Regions from separate parts of the Triticum aestivum genome. Here region 1 is linked to region 2. Evidence: chromatin contacts called from public Hi-C data. All regions are on one chromosome and are shown on one strand. Each heading gives the region's core, a stretch centred on a gene start, on an enhancer-like site or on the middle of the called end of the contact. The rest is flanking DNA. Distances are from core to core; before and after follow the strand shown. Region 1 holds the start of LOC123163058 (ubiquitin-conjugating enzyme E2 28). Region 2 holds the start of LOC123159531.

Region 1 (4,265 bases), core at 1,373-3,872, 830 kb after region 2:
TGATAAATGTTTATTATTCATGCTAGAATTGTATTAACCAAAAACTTAGTACATGTGTGAATACATAGACAAACAGAGTGTCACTAGTATGCCTCTACTTGACTAGCTCGTTGAATCAAAGATGGTTAAGTTTCCTAGCCATGGACATGAGTTGTCATTTGATTAACGGGTTCACATCATTGGAGAATGATGTGATTGACTTGACCCATTCCGTTAGCTTAGCACTTGATCGTTTACTATATTGCTATTGCTTTCTTCATGACTTATACATGTTCCTATGACTATGAGATTATGCAAATCCCGAATACTAGAGGAACACTTTGTGTGCTACCAAACATCACAACATAACTGGGTGATTATAAATGTGCTCTACAGGTGTCTCCGATGGTACTTGTTGAGTTGGCATAGACCGAGATTAGGATTTGTCACTCCGATTGTCAGAGAGGTATCTCTGGGCCCTCTAGGTAATGCACATCACTATAAGCCTTGCAAGCAATGTGACTAATGAGTTAGTTGCGGGATGATGCATTACGGAACGAGTAAAGAGACTTGCCGGTAACGAGATTGAACTAGGTATGGTGATACCGACGATCGAATCTCGGGCAAGTAACATACCGTTGGCAAAGGGAACAACGTATGTTGTTATGCGGTTTGACCAATAAAGATCTTCGTAGAATATGTAGGAGCCAATATGAGCATCCAGGTTCCTCTATTGGTTATTGACCGGAGATGTGTCTCGGTCATGTCTACATAGTTCTCGAACCCGTAGGGTCCGCACGCTTAACATTCGGTGACGATTTACATTATGAATTTATGTGTTTTGATGTACCGAAGGTTGTTCGGAGTCCCAGATGAGATCAGGGACATGACGAGGAGTCTCGAAATGTTCGAGACATAAAGATCGATATATTGGAAGGCTATATTCGGACATCAGAAAGGTTTTGAGCGGTTCGAGTATTTATCGGAGTACCGGAGAGTTATGAGAATTCGCCGGGGAGTATATGGGCCTTATTGGGCTTTAAGGGAGAGAGAGGGGCTGCCTAGGGCAGGCCGCGCGCCCCCAAGGCCTAGTCCGAATTGTACTAGGGGGAGGGGCGGCACCCCCTCCTTCCTTCTCTTCTCTCTTCCCTTTCCTTCTCTCCTACTCCTACTACTTGGAAGTGGGGGAATCCTACTCCCGGTGGGAGTAGGACTCCCCAGGGCGCGCCATAGTAGAGGGTCGGCCCTCCCCCTCCTCCACTCCTTTATATACGGTGGAGGGGGGCACCCCATAGACACACAAGTTGATCATTGATCTTTTAGCCGTGTGCGGTGCCCCCTCCACCATAATCCACCTCGGTCATATCGTAGCGGTGCTTAGGCGAAGCCCTGCGTCGGTAGCTTCATCAACACCGTCATCACGCCATCGTGCTGACGGAACTGTCCCTCGAAGCTCTACTGGATCGTGAGTTCGTGGGACATCACCGAGCTGAACGTGTGCAGATCGCGGAGGTGCCGTACGTTCGGTACTAGGATCGGTCGATCGTGAAGATGTACGACTACATCAACCGCGTTGTCATAACACTTCCGCTTACGGTCTACGAGGGTACGTGGACAACATTCTCCCCTCTCATTGCTATGCATCACCATGATCTTGCGTGTGCGCGGGATTTTTTTTGAAATTACCACGTTCCCCAACAGGAGGACCTGACCATGGATTTTGTGGAGGGTCTGCTTACATCCGAGGGCTTTGACTCCATCATGGTGGTGGTGGATCGGTTCAACAAGTTCGCTCACTTTGTTCCTTTCCTCCACCCCTTCAATGCGACGCAAGTGGCGCACGCGTTCTAGGATAATGTGGTCAGGCTCCACGGCGTGCCGTCCTCCACCATCTTCGACCGCGACAAAGTCTTCACCAGCAACTTGTGGTGGGAAATGCTCGTCGGCGCCGGCACAAGGTTGCTCTACTCCACCGCCTACCACCCCTAGACGGACGGCCAGAGCGAGCGCGTGAACCAGTGCATTGAGATGTACCTGCGATGCGTGGTGCACAACTCGCTATGCAAATGGCGCCATTGACTGCCATGGCGGAGTTCTGGTACAACTCCACGTTCCACTCCGCGCTCAATTGTACTCCCTTCAAGGCACTGCGTGGCAAGGAGGCCAACCTGGGTGCCATAGGACTTGGTCCGAGACGCCCCCGACTGGAGAGATCTGGATTGGACGACGCGCACCACCCTCATCCGCGCCCAGCTCGAGCGTGCGCAGCGCCGTGTCAAGAAGAACCAGGCCAGGGAGCTTGGCTCGAGCGTGCGAAGCACCGAAATCTCTGGGATCGAAGCTTCCAGGTTAGGGAGCAAATTCTTCTGAAGTTGCAGCCGTAAGTCCGGCAGCCCGTGGTCAGCCGCCCTCGAGCCAAGCTCGCCTTCAAATTCTTCGGGCCGTACATCGTGTTGGAGCGCATCGGACCAATCGAGCACAAGCCGCTCTCGGAGGATATTTGCGACTAAGGGAAACCCTAGAGGAAAAAAACCTATTGCCAATGGCTTGTGCTCGAGCAAGAAAAAAAAAAGAGGCCGGACCCAGGAAAAGCTAGGGAAAAGAAGGAGAACCAAACGCATTGCCGACCCGTTTTCCCCGCACCCTCCCCGCCCTCGCGGGGAAAGCCGCGTCCGTCTAACGCGACCGACCGCGCACCCGGCCACCGTAGCCAGCCAGCACTCTGGTCGCCCGTACGCAATACCGCGTGCTCCACCCAGGCCGGAAGCTTCCGGAGACCGCCCTGCGTGCCGTGACCATCCTCCGCTCCAACCCAACCCAATCTCCTCCCCTCTCCTCCGCACGCCACCCCTCCCCGACTACATATACGCGCTCCCCGTCGATCTATTCCCCACTCCGTCCCACTCCTTCCTCTCGATTCCGATCGGAATCGCAACTAGCCCCGCCGCTTGATTAGCCGGCAGCCGGCCCCGTCCCCATGGCGTCCAAGCGGATCCTCAAGGAGCTCAAGGACCTGCAGAGGGATCCCCCCACCTCCTGCAGCGCCGGTAATTTCTGCCGCCAGATCTACTTATTTATTACCAGCTAGCTCTACTTATTTACCACCACCCCCCGGAAGATCCCTCGGTGACAGATGCATGTGTGATGATTTGTCGTTTTCGTGGGCTCGTTCCTAGATATATGCACCTCGATTAATTAAGAAGATCTACTTATTTGCTAGATATATGCTGCTTTTGGGAATTTCTGTGTAGAACCGGTAGAAATTGCAGTAACCGGCGAGGATCTGAAAGGGAGGGCAAACCGTTGGTGGAGCAAATTTGGTCGCTGGATATCCCATGCTCACGAGCCAATACACTTAGCCTACTGGCACACATAAAATGGTAGTTGTACTGTTCCTGAAGGAAAAACATTGGCAGTGGACCAAACACCTACTGCAAATAGTCACGCTCGCCTACCAATCCACCAACGGTTTGGCAAAAATTCCCATAGCTACCAATAGACACTAAAAATGGTCACGACTGTTCTGATGTAATCTACAGTTTCTTCATTTCTGTCGTATCTGGACTCCCGGTTTAACATAGCAATTTCCCCCTTTTGAGCACGTAATCAGTCATTACATTGTCATTATTACATATTGATGATGGTTGTGCTTGCGTGGATGCTTATGCAAGCAGCATTCCAGAACATCCTAACCTCTGGGGTACCATGACTACGCATGCATGTAGTCAAGCATTCCTGAACTTTGCTGCTAATAATGTGTTGTAACCGTGCCTTTATCGAAAATGTCACACTTGCCTACCAATTTACCAACGGTAAGGCAAAATTGCTTCTAGCTGCTGATAGGCACTAAAAATGGTCAGGGCAGTTTTGATATAATCTACAGTTATTCATTCTTATGCTGTTATGCATCTGGAATCCCTGTTTAAAGTAGTAGTTTCCCCATTTTGAACTAGTAATCACTCACTACATCATTACATGTTGATGGGAAAAAAACACTTGAGGTTATCTGTAGTGAGTAGTTCATGTGTGGATGCGTGGGGTACCCATGAATATGCATGGTCGTAGTTGAGGTTTTCTGTATTGCTGACCATCCTAACCTTGAAAGTTCTTCTGTGGTGGTCTGCTAAGCTTTGCTAGTAATGTGTTGTTACCGTCCTCTTGTTGAAGTATCATTGCTTAGCCCATTGCGTGCAATAGCACTATGGGAATTTATATTGAGGTTCCATTGTGTGACTAAAACATCTGGTTTTCACTGAACAGGCCCTGTGGCGGAAGATATGTTCCAC
Region 2 (4,468 bases), core at 807-3,306:
TGTGTCACCCTATGTTATAACTATTACATGAGGAATCACATCTGACATAATTATCCATCACTGATCCAATGCCTACGAGCTTTTCACATATTGTGTTTTGCTTATTTACTTTATCATTGCTGCTGTTACAATTACCACAAAACTGCTACTGTTACTTTTGCCACTGTTACCGTTACTTCCATACTACTTTGCTATTAAATACTTTGCTGCAGATATTAAGTTATCCAGGTGTGGTTGAATTGACAACTCAACTGCTAATACTTGAGAATATTCTTTGGCTCCCCTTGTGTCGAATCAATAAAATTGGGTTGAATACTCTACCCTCGAAAACTGTTGCGATCCCCAATACTTGTGGGTTATCATCGTATAATCAAACCCGCAGATACTTGAGGTGACATTGGAGTATCTAGGTGACATTAGGGTTTTGGTTGATGTGTGTCTTAAGGTGTTATTTTACTACGAACTCTAGGATTGTTTGTGACACTTACAGAAATAGCCCAATGGATTGATTGGAAATGATAACTTTGACTTAGTTTCATACCTTACAATAATATCTTCGTTTGTTCTCCGCTATTAGTGACTTTGGAGTGACTCTTTGTTGCACGTTAAGGGATTGTTATATGATCTAATTATGTTATCATTGTTGAGAGAACTTGCACTAGTGAAAGTATGAACCATAGGCCTTGTTTCCAAGCATTGTCATACCGTTTTCGCACACTTTTACCACTTGCTACCTTACTGTTTTATATTTTCAGATTACAAAAACCTATATCTACCATTCATATTGCACCTGTATCACCATCTCTTCGCCAAACTAGTGCACCTATATAATTTACCATTGCATTGGGTGTGTTGGGGACATAAGAGACTCTTTGTTATTTGGTTGCAGGGTTGTTTGAGAGAGACCATCTTCATCCTATGTCTCTCACGGATTGATAAACTTTAGGTAATCCATGTGAGGGAAATTTGCTACTGTCCTACAAACCACTGCACTTGGAGGCCCAACAACATTTATAAGAAGAAGGTTGCGTAGTAGACATCACCGGCCGCCGCTGCTGGACCCCAGCATGACGTTGAGGTCGATGACAGTCGAGGGGTGCAGGGTGGACGGCGCGATCACGCCAACGTCCGACGACCCCGAAAAATGGGTCTGGCCTTCGTAGTTTGGCGAAGGAAAACCAGGCGATAAAGACGTGGTCCGCGACATCGGCGAGGGACAGTACGGAGGCCTGCGACTGACGAGCCTGTGCTCGCCGGGCCGACGGGCGCTGCAGAGAAACCCGCCGGAGGCAATTCTCGAGCATGAGGAGGGCGTGCGCTTTGTTGAGGATGCCCTCCTTCTCGTCGACCTCGGCCTTGCGCCGCGCAGACTCCAGCGCAGCTCGGTCGACGACGAACTTGGCCGCGGCGTTCTTGCCCTTGACGACCGCCCTCTGGTTCCCCCTCTTCGTTGATTCCACGTCTATCTTTGCGAGCTCCGCCGACTTGAGTTCCGGCCGCGGCTTCTTCGGACCCTTGGCCACCTTCTTCTTCACCTTTGCGGGCGGATCGACGTCCTGGCCGCCGGAATTCGGCGGGACATCGGCCATGGGCGGGGGAGGGTGGTGGGCGGGACGTGGGAGGGTTTAAGGGAAAATGACGCGAAATGGGGCGCCGGGCTGGTGCTTTGTGTCACCGACGGGCGGGTCAGGGAAGGACAAGCGCGCGCGTCCCACCCGTCTGCGCGCATCGTTTCACAAAAAAAGGCTCAAACTTAGACCGAGGATGTGTTGAAAGCGCACATAAAACAAACAAAAGTCTGTTTACGTTTTCGCTGTGTCATCTGATTCATTCATTTTACGTCAAACGGACGCACCGGAAATTGACGAGGTCGACGCAGTGGAGTTGGAGTTGGCCTGAGTAGTGAGTGATCAATCATCAATGCGCCGCAAGTAAAAATTTCCTCTCCTCTGACAACCGCCGTTCTCCAGAGCAGGCCACCCCTTTTCCCTTCACACCGCGGCAGTAAAAAAACGGCCTGGGATTCTACTGCCTGGGATTCTACTCCTGCAAACACTGTGCACAGGGAGACAGCACAAGGAAGCGAAGCTGAGGACGCAGGGCACGATGGCTCCATAGTCAGAGCGTCCAAGGAGGAACAAGAAAAAGCCAGCAGGGAAAGGGAAAGCGGAAGAGGGGCACGCACGCCGCACGCCAAGATAGCGGGGCAGCAGCCATGGACGTAGAGCCACCGACAGCGGCAGCGGCAGCGGCGGCGCTGCCGCAGAAATGCGGTGTCGGCGGGGAGCAGCCATGCCATGGGACCCCGAATCGGCCGCGGGAAGAGCCGCAGGAGGACTCCGCCGCCCCGGCGCCGCTGCGGCGGGAGCTGGCGGCCGCGCGGGCGCGGCGGAGAGCGGGCCGCGCCACGCCCTCGCCGTCCTGGAAGCTCGAGGCGTCGCCACCGCGGCCGGAGAAGCCGCCGGCGGACGCGGCGGCTGCGGGGAGGAGGAGCTCGTCGGGGGCGTCCGCGCGGCAGCTGGGCGCCACCCTGTGGGAGATCCAGGACGTCATCAGGGCCGCGGGCGCCGGCCGCCGGATCCGCAGGCGCGCGCGGAGGGGGCCCGCTGCGTCCCCCCGCCGCGACGGCGACGACAACGACGACGTGGATCGGGTGAGAGCTCTACTACCGCCCCGCCTCTCTGCTTTCCCTGGTCAACGTTGGTGACGTCGCTAGTCAGTTGCTGTCTGCTATTTTTACTAGCCGTCTTTTCCTGCTAACAACTCTATATACATATACTCTACATTGGCATCATGTCATTGTCGCCGAATTTTCAGTGGATCAATATGTTAGAATTTGTTCCTCAATGCACATGCCAGTGCGGCGGATAGAGTAGCTTTTCTGCCAAAGCAACATATCATATGCTGCTGCTTCTTGAGACTTAGCCATTTCGGCGCTAATAGAAAATCCTAGCCGCAATGTGCCCCTTCCTCGACTATTTTCGAGGCAGAGATCAGGTCCTAAAATGCAGTACCAAGCACACCGCGTTGTTCGATTCGATTAGCCTTAGCCTCGCTCCGAGATTTCTACTATTTTGTTCTCCACTTTTGTGGTGTTGGACTGTCAAAATGTCAGGAAGACAAGAAGTAATGTGCAATAAATCCGAAATCCACTGCTGTCACAGTATATACTTGTACCCTCCTTTCAATTGAGGGCGAAGCTCGTACGTAATTTTGGCACATGAATCGGGCATGTCTAGTGTTAATGTGGCCCCTGGCGTTTGTGCATTGGCTGCTTAGTGATAGAATGTCCTGAAATTTACCACCGAGCAGTTGCTGCAACAGAATGGAATTTGGACCACCCTTCTTCTAGGGGAATTTGGAGTACGCTTTACACATAGAACCTGCAACTAAATACTAGTAGTAACAGTATTAGTTTTAAATGCACTGTTACGGAAACAAGTCATCAGCCGTGTATGGTAGAGGTTTTCACAACAACAACAACAACAACAACAACAACAAAACCTTCAGCCCCAAACAAGTTGGGGTAGGCTAGAGGTGAAACCCATAAGATCTCGCAACCAACTCATGGTTCTGGCACATGGATAGCAAGCTTCCACGCACCCATGTTCATGGCTAGTTCTCTGGTGATACTCTAGTCCTTCAGATCTCTCTTTACGGACTCCTCCCATGTCAAGTTCGGTCTACCCCGACCTCTCTTGACATTACTAGTAAGCATGTACGTGCAACGCACGTCTCGACTAATACTATTCGTTTCAAGATTGGTCATAATGAGAATACTTCTTTGAACAATCTGTTTCCAGATTGAAGCCTGAAAGAAACAAAAATAAACCAGATAATTTAATAATATGTTTCCACCTAACCAATTTGAATCATCTCTTTTCTGGAGAAAACAATCTAAATAATCTTTTGTATGGCATGAGCCAAATTTAGACAACATACTTGCTAACATCCCATTTATTTACGAATAAACGAAAGGACATAGCAGTTAATAACCAGTCAATGTGGAGTGCCTATAATATTAGTCTCATGCATTGCGGCTTGCATTGACATGGGCACGGCAAGGACGTCCACACAAGAGATAGCGGCGCCAAGAAGAGCCATCTGTGAAGCTACTCTTCTACTGGAAATCCCACACACTACTCTAAATCTGTGGCATGTGAGCATGATCACCTTCGGTTACAGCGGATACATGATCTGATTGGAACAAAAACTCTCAAGAGCAACCAACATTTAGATGAAGTTCCAAGATAAAGACAAAAAAAATGTAGACCATTCCTCGAAATAGGCTTTGACCCCACTACATTAATATAGTAACCACCCGATACAAGAATGAGTTCCACGCTGGGGCAAACAACACAATCACGCCCAAAAAGGAAAAATAAGAGAAAAACAAGAGAAATAATGCGAGCATCGCCGGATCAACGAAAGCTGCAGTATCTCGCTACCGTTGCGCCCATTCCATCCA

Evidence for each region. Hi-C and Micro-C count contacts between places; a contact is called where the count stands out from the background.
Region 1: a contact with region 2 is called in a Hi-C map of leaf, with 5 times the contacts expected there. The contact joins the promoter of LOC123163058 here to the promoter of LOC123159531 in region 2. A contact is called at or near these places in 2 of 5 Hi-C or Micro-C datasets (both in leaf).

The regions. Positions count from the first base shown.
Region 1 is chr7B:450,128,179-450,132,443 of IWGSC CS RefSeq v2.1, forward strand. LOC123163058 (ubiquitin-conjugating enzyme E2 28) reads left to right here and starts at 2,623. Exons shown (of 4, transcript XM_044580821.1): 1 at 2,623-3,026; 2 at 4,240-4,265. The coding sequence starts at 2,957.
Region 2 is chr7B:449,303,720-449,308,187 of IWGSC CS RefSeq v2.1, forward strand. LOC123159531 reads left to right here and starts at 2,057. Exons shown (of 3, transcript XM_044577364.1): 1 at 2,057-2,653. The coding sequence starts at 2,216.